Linked DNA regions of Mus musculus: region 2 is linked to region 1. Evidence: chromatin contacts called from public HiChIP or PLAC-seq data. All regions are on one chromosome and are shown on one strand. Each heading gives the region's core, a stretch centred on a gene start, on an enhancer-like site or on the middle of the called end of the contact. The rest is flanking DNA. Distances are from core to core; before and after follow the strand shown. Region 1 holds the start of Platr30 (pluripotency associated transcript 30). Region 2 overlaps Lix1l (Lix1-like).

Region 1 (7,068 bases), core at 2,710-5,209:
GGGAGGATTGAAGCCCACAAAGTGGATAGGATTCCACTACAGTCAACTAACCTGGACCCTTGGCTCTCCGAGACTGAACCACCAGCCAAAGAGAGTACACGGGCTGAACTGAATCGTCCCCACAACCCCCACATATGTAGCAAAGTCTCTATGTGGATCCCCCAACAACTGGAGTGGGGGCTATCGCTAAATCTGTTGTCTGTCTGTGGAATGTTCTCCTAACTGGCCTGCTTTGTCTGGCCTGCGTGGGAGAGGATGTGCCTCGTCCTGAAGAGACTTGATGTGCCAGGTTGGGGGATAGGGAGGGGGCTCCACCCTCTCGGAGGCAGAGATTGGGATATAAAGTGAACAAAAAAATATTGTTTTAAAGGTTGAAGAAGACTCCAGTTCTGCTCCCAGTGCCCAGGTGACTCACAACCATCTGTAAATCCTACTCCACAAATCTCTTTCGAGGTGTGATTGGTTCTTAGGCATCTCTAAGACACATGCTGACCCCATAACTATTCTTTTCTGCCCATCCCTCGTCCATATCCATATCGCACTTTTCTGTAAGTGCATTGAGAAAGTCTCATCTGCAGCTAAAGATTTAAAAATCTTATTCAGAACATTAAAATTCTGGAAAAAAATTTTCCTCCCCACAATTATTGGTTCCAGAGCTCCAGAGTCTCACTTTCTAGACACATAAACTCAACCCACTCCTGCTCACCTCTACAGACTTCGTTTTTAAAGCTGTGGGCCTCTGGGGAGCTGCCAGTAACTGAGGAGAAGGGGAAACTCGCAGCATTCTAACAGGACGCTTCAGACTTGAGGGGAACCTCAGAGACTGGGGTGGGACCTTAAATAAGTCATTGAGGTTTTCTATACCTAAATTTCTCCATTTTGAAGCAGGCTAGGAGGGGGGGTTCTTCATGGGCTGCCCCCCAAATTAAATGGCTCCTTGTATTTACTTTCTGTGATCAAATATCTGAGATGGCTCAGCGGTTAAGAGCACTGACCTTCTTCCAGAGATCCTGAGTTCAAATCCCAGCAACCACATGGTGACTCACAACCATCTGTAATGAGATCTGATGCCCTCTTCTGGTGTGTCTAAAGACAGCTACAGCGTAGTTACATATAATAATAAATCTTTGGACCGGAGGGAGTGGGGCCAGAGCGAGCAGAGGTCGAGTTCAATTCCCAACAACGACATGGTGGTTCACAACCATCAGTACAGCTACAGTGTACTCATATACATAAAATAAATCAATCTCTGAAAAAAAATCTGAGAACAGCAATTTAAAGAAGGTAGGGCTTAATTTGGTTCATAATTTGAGGGTATAGTTTGTCACTGTGGGACATGCATAGTAGCAGGACCATATGGCATCCAGTGAAGCCATTACAAGCGTGAAGAGACAACTAGCAATTTTCTCTTCTGTATTCAATTGAGACCCTTGCTGACAGCTTGGTCTGCCTACATTTAGGATGGCTCTTCTCTCCTCAGTTAAGCCTTTCTGCTAATACATTCATAGACACACCTAGAGATTGTATCCATGGTGATTTTTAACACATATCTTGACACACCAGTCAAGATAAAAGTGAACATTAATCAACACATAAATATTGGAACGGGTTTTCTATTTATTTACTTACTTGTTTTTATTTAAATTTTTTTATTTAATTTTGTTTAATTTTTTGAGACAGGGTTTCTCTGCATAGCCCTAACTGTTCTAGAATGCTAGCCTCAACATCACCTCCCTTTTCCTCCAGAGGATTGGGACTAAAGTTAGGTACCACCACCCCACACTCAGCTATAACAGGGTTCCTTACATAGAGTAATAGTGTAGAACTGGTGCTAGGGAACTGTAGAGATGGTTTCTGCTATTTGAGAAGATCACACTCACATAACAGCTCTAACTCTAGTATCCAGAAGATCCAATACCCTATTCTGGCCATCCAGAGTATCAGCCACACACTCGTGGTTTCCCGACATACATGCCATCGAGACACCTTTACACATAACTTCTTTAAAACAAAACAAAACAAAACAAAACAAAACAAAAACTTGTCTGAAACACCGGTTCCATCACCAGTACCAGCCCTTCAAAAATTGCATGTTCTTTGTGTTGTGAGTGGAGTAGTATATATTTAAAATTTTCCTAATTCATGCACATGAACTGGATTCTCTATATAGGATATTTATATAATAATATAACAAGGCTATATTACACATATAATAAGAATTAATTCTAAAAAGCAATTTCAAGGTCAAAGTACTTGCTTATTTTTATGTCTGGTAATTTTTACTGAATTATCCTGAAACGAGGAAAAAAACAAGACATTTAAAAAAGAAAACAAAATATGTCTAGAGGTACATGGCCAACAACGTGCGTGTTTGTCGCCTGGGAATTGCTATTTATTTGGAAACTTTGAGTTGACAGTTTCAACTTTGAGTTGTCAACCTTGAAACTGACTTTTCCAGGACAGCTCACAAACCTTGAAGGATTCTTGTGGTCAAAAGCCTTCCCTGACCGGGAATCGAACCCGGGCCGCGGCGGTGAAAGCGCCGAATCCTAGCCACTAGACCACCAGGGACGGACAGAACATAAGGTGAACCTGGGTTGTAATCGCACTTAAGGTGAACTCGGGTCGGAATCGTAAAAGTGCCGAATCCTAGTCACAAGACTACCAGGGAATAACAGAATTTGAATGGCATGTCATGTAGTAGGGTATTTACCAATAAATGCCGGCAGGACCAGAAACTGAAGACTAGCAGGTATCAAGTGTGCTCACATCCACCCCCCAGCGTCCTACAGCCTCTGTTCCACCTCTCATGTTTCCCGGGGCCAGGTGGTGCACTGGGCTCTGAGGCCAGGCCATAAGGAAACTCACCTGGATTCCAGACCAGTCTAGCCTTGTGCAGAAACACTTTTTCGGGTTCGTGGTGGTTTAAGTGAGGACAGGTCTCAGTGTGTGTCGAGCATCCTTTTCCAGGTCCCTTACATGATAATTGGCTCAAGGGAGCAATTGGCATGCTGGTTCCGTTTCTTCCCCGACCATCTCGAGCATCCTAACGGTCTTTCGAGAGGAAGACTTAGCAGGAAGACTTAGTGGAGACTTGCCTGACTAGATGCTGTGCTCTGCAGCTGTGCTTAGGGAAGGAGGAAAGCAAATGGCTTTCAGGAAAAACAAACAAAAAAACGAAAACAAGCAAAAAAGAAAAACAAAACCTTTCTGGTTTTTAGACACTAAACACTGTCAACCTGTAGAGATTTCGGAAGACGAAAGTTGCAGATTCCCGGATCTAATGCTAAGGGAAGTTAGCTTGCCTCTGCGCCCCAATGCTCAACCCAGTCTCAGCAGGGGATGGAGGTCAATCCTGGTGTTCACAGGGCTGCCTGCGGTGGGTGGGGGACTCCTAGGCATTCCCTTTCCACCTCTGCCTCAAATACAGCCACCTAGGTTCTGTCATTTTTGCCTCCACTTCACCCTCTTTCCCCTATGTCTCCTTATTTTGAACATAGTCCTCAACCAACCTCCGAGTGCTGAGATCCCCTTCATTCAGTTCCTCATGCGGTGGTGACCCCCACCCATAAAATTATTATCATTGCTACTTCGTAACTGTAACTTTACTACTGTATAAATTGTGATGTAAATATATGTGTTTTAGGAAAGCAAACATGTCCCCTTTCAGGGATCTTACAAATGTTAGCAATGATGCTGATGAGGCCGGGAGAAAAAGCTTACACCATGCCTTGAAGATTCATCCATGACACTAAGTTGCACCCTGTGTAGTGGTGGCTTCTGACGGAGTCAAAGTGTCACTGTGGTTGCAGTCCTTCAGGCAGTGCCAACGTGCTTAATAGTGGAAGAGTGTGCCAGAGACTGACAATTACTCTGGACCAGGAGACCGCATCTCCAGGAAGAGCACAAAGCATTATCGGCAGGGAGTTCAGACCAGCAGCCTAGTGGGATGGGCATTTACACCAGCAAGCCCTTGGAGAATTTTCACCTGTGCTGACCCTTCTCTGACTTGACCTCTGATGCCCCACTCCCCTTTAGAATACCCAGGTACTCATTCATTTACAGGTCTCAGTGGCAGCATCTGTGCTTTGTACTTACTGAATAGTTTGTTTTCACAGTTTCAGCTAAGGTCTGGCTTTATCTTTGTCAAAGCAATTCAAGTAGTAGCTTTAGGCGAAAGAAAACTGACCCAAATCATGGCTACATAAATTTAAGTGTGTGTGTGGGGTGGTGGTGGTGGTGGAGTGGGTATATGTGGTGGTGGTGGTGTTGGTATGTGTGGTGTGTGTGGGGTGTGTACGGGCTAAAAGTGGGGTACAAGAGATCATCAACATTGGACATGGGGAAGATGAGAGTTTTTATAGCTCAGGAGTAGGGGGTTTCCAAGCGGGGTTCGGCTGGCAAATAGGCAGAGTGACAGAAACATAACAAAGTGCTGATAATACTCTCCAGAAACAAAGACATGGCTGTACGGTGGTCATACCAACTTTTTGAAACAAAGGTATAGTTTTTTTCCTGGGACAGGCAGTACAGAGCCATATGTAGTTAAGGTTACAGGTAGAGCATAGCCCAGTCCTTGAGAAACAGAGGTTTAATCACAAACAGGAGTTAACCTGGTGTGTTCTTACTAGGTGGCTTCCAAGCCTAAGATGGATAAACCAAGCATGCTGGTTTATCAGTAGCAGCTGTGATGGCAGGAACAGCTAAGACAGGGGCTACCTGGCCCTGGCCATTTCTCAGGTGTTGTCTCCTGCACCTTCTCTCCATTGGCTCTTCTTTAACAGTCTTCCATAACAGCCTTCAAGTGAGCACAGGCAAGGCACAACATACACTATGTGGCCATGATACACACATCTCCTCTACAGAAAAAACGTGTAGAGGTCACTAAATAACCAGGAAAACGATCGGCTTTAGAAATAAAATCTGGAATGGGTAAGCCACATAGTGCACAAACTAAGATATGCTCTTTTCAAAAATAATAGTCATGGTGTTTGGTACAAGGGTGGCCCACCACCCTTGTACCGCAGCACTCTGGAGGACCAGTTGAAAAGAGAGTGCTAGGGCAGCGTGAGATTCATAAAACCTTCTCTCAAACATAAATGGTAGCAGTACTAGCTGTGTGCTGCAGAGTGGCTATGTTGATGTTCTCTGTGGTGGTGACCTTGTTACTAGAGCAATCACTTGAACTTCAGGTTTCCTGCCACTCACCGGATACCCAGACCACCTTAATTTGCAGGTGAAAAGAGTAGGGGGCGCATGCCTTAGCTGTTTAAGGGTTGGCAAAGGCATCAGGATCTTTTTATCTCGAAGGGGAGTCGGGGTGGGGTGTGGTGGGAGAGCGCATTCCTTTCAGGAATTTGAGTCTCACGGTTTAGCATTGATATCCCATCAGCAGGGTTAGGGTGTCCAGACCCTAGAAGGGTGCCGGTTTGGGCGTGTTTGTCCATCTGCCACTGATAATGTTGTTTAGCTGTCCGCCGGGGAGAGAGAGGACAAAAAGCTGTTTAAAATGACAACAGGAGTCCCAGGGTAGGTGTGAACTTGGAACCTTTAGGTTAACATTCCTTGGCTGGGCTGTGTTCGCGAAGTGAGTGGGCGCTACGCACCCGCCAGCGTCTCCCGGATGCTGGAATTCCGCTGCCACACATGAGAACCCCACGCTGACCAGGCTACGGCCCGGGTGACCAACAGGACCCAGAGAAGGAGCCCATGTGCGCTTTAGGATCCGGGTTTAGCGGTAGTGGGTTAATCCGCTCTAATTGCCCGGTGGCGGCAGCGCGAGTTCCTCGCTAGACGCCACCAAATAAAGGACGCTGTGTGTGTGTGTGTGTGTGTGTGTGTGTGTGTGTGTGTGTGTGTGTGTGTGTGTGTGTGTTTTATTCGGGAATATTTTGCCCGGTGGCGGCAGCGCGAGTTCCTCGCTAGACGCCACCAAATAAAGGACGCTGTGTGTGTGTGTGTGTGTGTGTGTGTGTGTGTGTGTGTGTGTGTGTGTTTTATTCGGGAATATTTTGACCAACTTGCTACCCCCAAATGGGGGAGGGGAGACTGGAGAGCCAGTTCAATGGTTAAGAGTTCTATTGGCTGTTGGATTCCCAGCGTTTATGTTGGCTGCTCACAACTTTTAATAATTCTAGCTCTAAGCAGGGCGTGGTGGCGCATGCCTTTAATCTCAGCACTTGGGAGGCAGAGGCAGGCGGATTTCTGAGTTCAAGGCCAGCCTGGTCTACAGAGTGAGTTCCAGGACAGTCAGGCTACACAGAGAAACCCTGTCTCGGAAAAACAAAACAAAACAAAACAAACAAACAAACAAACAAAAATCCGGCTCTAGGGAATGCCAATGCCTTCTGTGGGCAACTGCGCGCGCGTGCGCGCACACACACACACACACACACACGCACACGCACATTTTAGGAAGTGAGTGGGCTGTAATTGAGAGGTGCTATCTCGCTGAGATGCTGTCAGGCTGAGAAAGCCTAGAGAAGTGGGGTCCCAGGCAAACTCACCAAAGGCCCCCGTGTAAACAGTGCACCTGGTTCTGCATACAGTGACCTCAGTACACTCAGTACAGAATTTGAAGCAGGCTTGGGTTAGAGAGTTAGATGTTGTGTGTTTGCCTAGCTCCAAAATAAACAGTCCAGGCTATAAACCAAAGCAGAGACTTCGCCGATCAGAAAGGTAATTTCCAGTTAGGTAGATTCCATTCTGAAAAATCAAACATAACTCTGTTTTTTTTTTTTTTTTTAAGATTTATTTATTGATTACATGTAAGTACACTGTAGCTGTCTTCAGACACTCCAGAAGAGGGAGTCAGATCTTGTTATGGATGGTTGTGAGCCACCATGTGGTTGCTGAGATTTGAACTCCTGACCTTCGGAAGAGCAGTCGAGTGCTCTTACCCACTGAGCCATCTCACCAGCCCCATAACTCTGTTTTGTTCGTATGATCACTTTATAGATTTTTCTCTTGCCCTTCCCTGCAAAGTGCAAAATTCCCTTCATTTTCCCACAATTATAAATGAGTGATCAAAGAAATTTTAATTAAAACCTTAATGAACACAGGCTTATC
Region 2 (7,123 bases), core at 1,699-4,198, 280 kb before region 1:
CCAGCAAAATCATTTTCCGATTTTAACCCCAACATGGCCCTGACTTCAGTACTTGGGAAGTAGAGGTAGAAGGATAAAGTATTCAAGGCCAACCTTGGCCACATTTGGAAGCCAGCCTTGGCTACACAAGATCCTGTCACAGGGGAAAAAAGTCATTCTGGCTTACTAGACAAAAAAACATTTTTAATTGTGTAAAATTTTACATAGAAAATACATAGAAAGTACGAAAAGGATAACCAAAATCTTCAACGTCAAAAGTGGACAGAACAATTTTTCCCATGTTCTTTGGAGTCTTGGATTTTTGAGAAAAATAATTCCAGGGGGTACAAGGACAATTCTTCCCCAAACTGATAACCCTTAACCCATCTGACACAAAGAAAGGAGCACAGGAGAAACTGCAGGATTCGTGGCATCGAGGTTATAACTATCAATTTAAAACGTGACACATGCCTTTAATCCCAGCACTTGGGAGGCAGAAGCGGGCAGATTTCTGAGTTCGAGGCCAGCCTGGTCTACAGAGTGAGTTCTAGGACAGCCAGGGCTATACAGAGAAACCCTGTCTCGAAAAACCAAAAAGAAAACCCAACAAAAAACAGTGACACAAACCATGTAATGCAGGAGCCTCTATTCTAACCCAGTGTGTTTTATGAAACAAGAGACAGAGCTAAGCTAACTAAAGGAATCCAAGTACCCCTTTCTAAGCAGTGACACTATTTTAACTGGACACCCTACCCTGACCCCATGTGTCCTTGTCACAAAGATGATTTCAAAAGCAAGAAAGCTGCTTTTCACCTTGTTCCGACCCAGGGAGCTAACTGATCTAACTCTGCTCCCCTCCCTCCTCTTCCTGCCAAGTGTCTTCTCCCCTCCCCTTCCCTCCCCTCCCCTTTTTGCAGTAGAGATTAAATTCAGGCTTCACATGCCAGGCTGACTCTCTTCCACTAAGCTATATCCTCAGTCCTGTTTTTACTTCATATTTTTGAGATAGAGTCTTGCTAAATTACCCAGGTTGCCCCTGAACTTGCTCTAGCTGGGGTAGACCTTGAATTTCCAATCTTGCCTTGGCCTCCTTTGTAGCTGAGATGGCAGACCTGCACCACCAGACCCAGCTCCTAACCTAAAATCAAACTGCAATTGTCACATGGGAAGTCGCATTATAGTAGCATTAACTGTCCCAACTTGATAGAAAGTGCACTGAACAATAATACAATGTAGCAGAGACCACAGAAAGAAGGGAAATTGAGCTTACTACATAGAATTCTCCACAAATTCAGAGTTACAGCTCAGTGGACAAGAGAGGAACATGGTTCTCTCTAAACAGAACAGCTACCGTTTCTAAAGAACAAGATGCTTCTTGTCACTGAGGGGAGGATTAAGGCAGCTGCGGTGGTAGTCACTGTAATCCTAGGGAGAGGCTGATGCGGGAGGTCTGGAGCTCAGGGCCATTCTCAGCCAGAAGAAGAGTTTGAGACCAGCCTGGGCTACATGAACAAATGGAAAAAAGTGTGTGCTCACATGTGCGTGTACCAGTATCAGCCTCAACCCTTACCCTCTTCTCACACCCAGAAAGCTAGACTGCTAGCAGGGGTAGGTAAGCTCAGAAGCAGCTCAGGTAGTGCCACCTACCCACCCCATGTGAATTGAGTGTATCATTCTCTTGTTCCTAGGCAGTTTCTCATTGTGACCCATGCCTATGATTTCAGCAGGATACAACCACAAGCATGAAGCCCTCCTAATCTATAGGATGAGTTCCAGGCCATAATAAGATGTCTCACAAAACAAAAGGAAGCCAGATCTTCTGGATAAGGTAGGGAAGCCCCCAAATGAAGGAGCACTTAGAGGCAAGGAAGGAGGAAAGTGAGCAGGGGAGGTGGATCGGACGGTCACTTCAAACCAAAACCTGACGCTCCCACCCTGTTTTCGTCTAGTAGAAACCAAGAATATGGGCGGTTTTATGTGTGGGAGAGAGGGGTCTGAAACAGGATCTTACACACTGTAGCCCATGCTGACCTGGAACTTATTATGTAGTCCAGGCTGGCCTCATATTCACAGCAATACTGTCTCAGACTGCTGAGTGCAGAGAGCATAGCTGAGTCATCACGTACCTGTGTGCTGCTGTTTCAAAAGAAAGAGATATGAACACTTAGAAAACTGTACATGTTAATGACTTAGATAATCTAAAGGTTTAAGAGCCAACCACGCTATAAAATGGATAGTGATATTTCAAAGGTAACTACATCCCCAAACTGGAAGTTAGAAAAGGGATCTCTTAGCAAATAGGGAGCCAGGTGTAGAATTTATACATATATATCTATATTTTAAAGTATAAAATTGAGAAAGTATATACAGAAATCATCATCCTAAGTCTTAAAAAGGAGACATACAAAAAAGGGGCCTGAAGAGCCATGGCGAGTAGAGGGTAGATGCTTAGCAGCTGGAAGAATGCATATTGCCCAACTGCCCAGCAGCCAGCATGAGAATATCTTTCTTCTCCTTGTGGAAGCGCAGCTCCTTGCCCGCCAGCCGGGCTTCATCGAGTTCCCGTTCAGTGGAAGCCAGCTCTCTTGACAGTGCCCCTGGCACACTCTGCTCCCGGCTCACCCAGTCCAAAGCCATTTGGTGGCGAATATCATCATCCAGGGCCCGATGTGAATAATGAGCCAACACCTCCTGGTCAGAGAGGAACGCAAAGATCACTGAGAAGGTTAAAAGACATACATGTCATTTAGCACAGTGACCCTGATGGATAAGACGTATGTCCTATATCATATAGCACAGTGATCCCAATAGAACTTAGCCTTGATTGTCTGACCTGCTTTGCACATATGTCCTATAAAGAGTTGTTTCCCCCTGTCTTATAAGAATTTATGTAAAGCAGAAGGGCGTGGAGCAGGAGGTTGAATACATGCACAGATCAGAGAAGCACAGGGCCCTGCTGTGGGGAGCACAGTGAAGTTCAGGCTCAAGGACAGGTCACACCTTCCAGTACTCCAACAGCATGTAGAAGGTGTTTGACTGGTGGAAAATGTGGCCATCTTTTTTGTTTTGTTTTGTTTTTCGAGACAGGGTTTCTCTCTGTAGCCGTGGCTGTCCTGGAACTCACTCTGTAGACCAGGCTGGCCTCAAACTCAGAAATCCACCTGCCTCTGTCTTCCAAGTGTTGGGATTAAAGGCGTGCACCACCACGCCCAGTGTGGCCATCTTTTAAAACTACAAAATCTAAATGTGTGAAACCCTCAGCACACTATCTCCTTGGTTGTTTGGTTAGACAGAGTTTCTCTGTGTAGCCCTGGCCATCCTGGAACTTTTTCTATAGAGCAAGTACACTGTATCAAGCCACCACTGGCCCTTGCTCAAGGGTCTGTAGGAATGCCCATAACTTGGCAAAATTATGTTAAAAATGCAGTGACTATTTTATCTCTTCTGTTCCAGCTAGCTCCTTGTTCTAGAAGGAAGGGGAGGGTTCCATGAAACAATGGAGACTGATCCACAATTAGTGTGATAGATTTGGTCCTTCCTGAGTTCTTAGATACTCAGAAGGTGATCGTTTCAGAGTTATCAGCCTGTCTTAGAAGGGAGGCATAGCAGAGCAGACTAGTTCATGTCATAGCAGCCAGGAAATAGAGAGGACAAAAAGGTAGGGCTTTTTGTTTGTTTTATTTTGTTTTGAAACAGGGTCTCACTGTGTAGCACTACCTGATGTGGAACTAGCTAGAACTCAGATCTGCCTGCCACTGCCTCCTAAGAGCTGGGATTAAAGGTGTGAGCTACCAAGCCCAGTTTAGCCAAAGAGTTTCCTAAGGGAAACTTTATGGTGGAGAAGCATGGCAAAAGGAGCCCAGTGACATTCAAAAAGCAAAGACTACAAGAGCACACCAGGCGCTTGCAGAAGGCAGAGATGGGTGGATCTCTATTCAAGGCCAGCTACTCCCTGCAGAGTGAGTTTCAGGACAGCCAGGGCTACACAGAGAAACCTTGTCTTGAAATACACAAAACAAAAAAGAATACAAGAGCAAAGATGCTAGAATAAGGCCTTCAGTAGTCACAGCCTAGTAACCATTTAACAGCCCAAAGTAGTTTTCCTCCTGCCCTTTTCTCTCGGGTGACTCTTACCTGTCGAGAGCACTGTCTTTCCCTCATGGCCTTAAGGCTGCCATTCCAGTGCAGCAGCTGAAAAACTGTCATCAGCTCCTGAGAAACGAGAGGAAACACCAGCGTGAAGGCCATTTTTTGTTGTCAACATGATGATGACCCCTGGAACTAATTAAAACCCAAACTGCTGGGTATACTTGTGAGGGTTTTTTCTTGATTGGATCATTTGAGGTGGGAAGACACTCCCTTAAGTCTGGGCCACACCTCGGGGCAGTCTCTATGAAGGACTTGAAGAAGGAAGCTTGTTCTCTGCCTGTTTGCTCTTGCCTTTGCCAGGAAGTCCATTCCTTCATTGGCATTATAGCCTACGCTTTTGGGATTCTGGTGTATACTGAAGAGCAGCTGAGACATCCGGCCTCATGAGCTGAACGCTGCTGGATTCTAAGAGTCAGTCATTTTTGGAAAAGTCAGACCACAGCCTATAAGTCATTCTAATAAACTGTGTGTGGGGGGTACACATACATTCATTCTGTCAGTTCTGTTTCTCTAGAGAACCCTGACTAATACAACCAGGATAGTGAGTTTAAGTTAGGAGACTGCATCAGAATTACAGGGGAAAAGTTTTACAAATCATATTGTGGAAGCATCTATAATTACCAATTCTGGTATGCACCCCGAGGGGGAAGAGAGGTAATTGTGCACTGTAAATTTTAACCACATTTTCTCCCTGTGTCTTTTTCTGAATAAGGAGGTAAGGATTAGTAGGTGGCATTAAAATTGCTGTGTCTGTCAGGCTGCTCTGCTTTATTAGAGCCAGGGATGTGAGTGGAACTGTACCTGGAACTCCAGCATTGACTTGCCCTTGTTAGATTCCAACATGAATCGGAAGGCACCAATCCCCGTATTTGGGTTGTCAGCTTCCTCTCTGTTACCCTGGTAACAGGAGAAAGAAAATGACAAATAGATCTTTAGTCAGATTATTTTGACTGGCACTATCCAATAGACACTAGTCACATTTCTGTGCGTGTGAATATGTATGTGCATGTGTGCAGCGTACTCATCTGGAGGCCGGAGGCTAGTGCGTGCTATTCCTCAGAAACACTGACCACTCCTGTCAGACAGGATGCTTGGCCTGAGGCTCTCCAGGCAGGCTAGACTGGCTGGAACTATCCATGAGAGCTACCACACTCAGCACTTTAAGTGGGCTTTGGGGATCAAAATAAGGGCCTTGTGCTTGCAAGGCAAATGCTTTACTGCTAACTCATCTCTAGCCCTTCGCACACTTCATCTCAGCCAAAAGGCCAAGGAGTGATATCTCTAGCCCTTCATGAGCCACATATTTAATTTTTAAAGATTTTTTTTCCTTTTTTTAAAATTAGGTATTTTCTTCATTTACATTTCCAATGCTATCCCAAAAGTCCCCCATACCCTCCCCCACTACTCTCCTCCCCCCTCCTAAAGATTTTTTTTTTTAATGTGTGTATGTTTGTGTATCGTGTGAATGTCAACAGAGGCCAGAGGAAGGTAGCAGCTTCCCCTTGGAGCTGGAGCTACAGACAGCTCACCTGACATAAAGAACTGAACTCCCATCCTTTTAGAAAGCAGCAAGTGTTGGGGCTGGAGAGATGGATCAGAGGTTAAGAGCACTAACAGCTCTTCCAAAGGTCCTGAGTTCAAATCTCAACAACCACCTGGTGGCTCACAACCATCCGTAATGAGATCTGATGTCCTCTTCTAGTGTCTGAAGACAGCTAAAGTGTGCTTATGTATAATAATAAATAAATCTTAGAAAAAGAAGGCAGCAAGTGCTCTGAACTGCTGAGCCATTTTACCAGCTCCCATACGTTTAATTTTAAATGTTCAGTTGCCACATTGAAATAAAAACAAATAGTTTAGCTGGGTGGTGGTGGTGCATGCCTTTAATCCCAGCACTTGGGAGGCAGAGGCAGGTGGATTTCTGAGTTCGAGGCCAGGCTGGTCTACAGAGTAAGTTCTAGGATAGCCAAGGCTATACAGAGAAATTCTGTCTCGAAAAAAACCAAACCAACCAAACAAACAAACAAATAAATAAATAGTTTAAGAGTCTCTGTGTATGTGTGGAGGCCAGATATTAATTCTCTTTCTCTCTCTCTCTCCCTCCCTCCCTCCCTCCCTTCTTCCCTCCCTCTTTTATTTGTTGTTTTTCTCTTGTTTGTTTTTAAGATTTATTAACTTATTTTATGTATATTAGTACCCTGTAGCCATCTTCAGACACACCAGAAGAAGGCTTCAGATCCCATTATACATAGTTGTGAGCCATCATGTGGTTCTGGGAATTGAACTCAGGATCTCTGAAAGAGCAGTCAGTGCTCTTAATCATTGATCCATGTGTCCAGGACCTTGTTTTGGGTTTTGTTTTTTTGTTTTTGTTTTTAAAATTTGTTTTTTGATGTCTCTTGTGAGACTATGCCAGGGCCTAGCAAACACAGAAGTGGATGCTCACAGTCAGCTATTGGATGGGTCACACGGCCCCCAATGGAGGAGCTAGAGAAAGTACCCAAGGAGCTAAAGGGATCTGCAACCCTATAGGTGAAACAACATTATGAACTAACCAGTACCCGGGAGCTTTTGACTCTAGCTGCGTATGTATCAAAAGATGGCCTAGTCGGCCATCACTGGAAAGAGAGGCCCATTGGACTTGCAAACTTTATATGCCCCAGTACAGGGGAACGCCAGGGCCAAAAAGGGGGAGTGGGTGGGTAGGGGAGTGGTGGTGGGTTGGTATGGGGGACTTTTGGTATAGCATTGGAAATGTAAATGAGCTAAATACCTAATAAAAAATTTTTAAAAAAAATTGTTTTTTGAGACAGTTTCACTGTGTATCTCTGGCTGTTCTGGAACTCAATCTGTAGACTAGTCTGGCCTTGAACTCAGAGATTCACCAGTCTCTGCCTCCTATGTGCTGGGATTAAAGATGTATACTACCACCACCCAGCTGATAAAAAATTTTCTTATTATTTTTGTTTGTTTGAGATAGGTTTTCTCTATGGTC

What was found. HiChIP or PLAC-seq counts read pairs in DNA pulled down with a chosen protein or histone mark.
Region 2: a contact with region 1 is called in an H3K27ac HiChIP or PLAC-seq map of embryonic stem cells, with 11 read pairs. The contact joins the enhancer-like site here to the promoter of Platr30 in region 1. A contact is called at or near these places in 5 of 39 promoter capture datasets (the C10 cell line, embryonic stem cells, hematopoietic stem and progenitor cells and 1 more), 2 of 115 datasets of contacts at active chromatin or transcription factors (embryonic stem cells and memory CD8 T cells) and 1 of 9 other capture datasets (adipose tissue).

The regions. Positions count from the first base shown.
Region 1 is chr3:96,342,178-96,349,245 of GRCm38.p6, reverse strand. It overlaps Platr30 (pluripotency associated transcript 30), which reads right to left and starts at 3,959. Exons shown (of 6, transcript NR_152105.1): 1 at 3,724-3,959; 2 at 2,869-3,122. n-TEttc3 (a tRNA gene) reads right to left here and starts at 2,571; the gene lies at 2,500-2,571.
Region 2 is chr3:96,619,211-96,626,333 of GRCm38.p6, reverse strand. It overlaps Lix1l (Lix1-like), which reads right to left. Exons shown (of 6, transcript NM_001163170.1): 4 at 4,930-5,025; 5 at 4,114-4,191; 6 at 982-2,670. The coding sequence ends at 2,428. It also overlaps the pseudogene 6330549D23Rik. Among named protein-coding and RNA genes, the nearest start is that of Rbm8a, 7.2 kb to the left of the region's middle. Within about 2 kb of position 2,948, at least 6 of the 459 cell types and tissues checked have an H3K27ac peak or open chromatin away from gene starts, as enhancers often do. A contact at or near this core is called in embryonic stem cells, where this site is marked.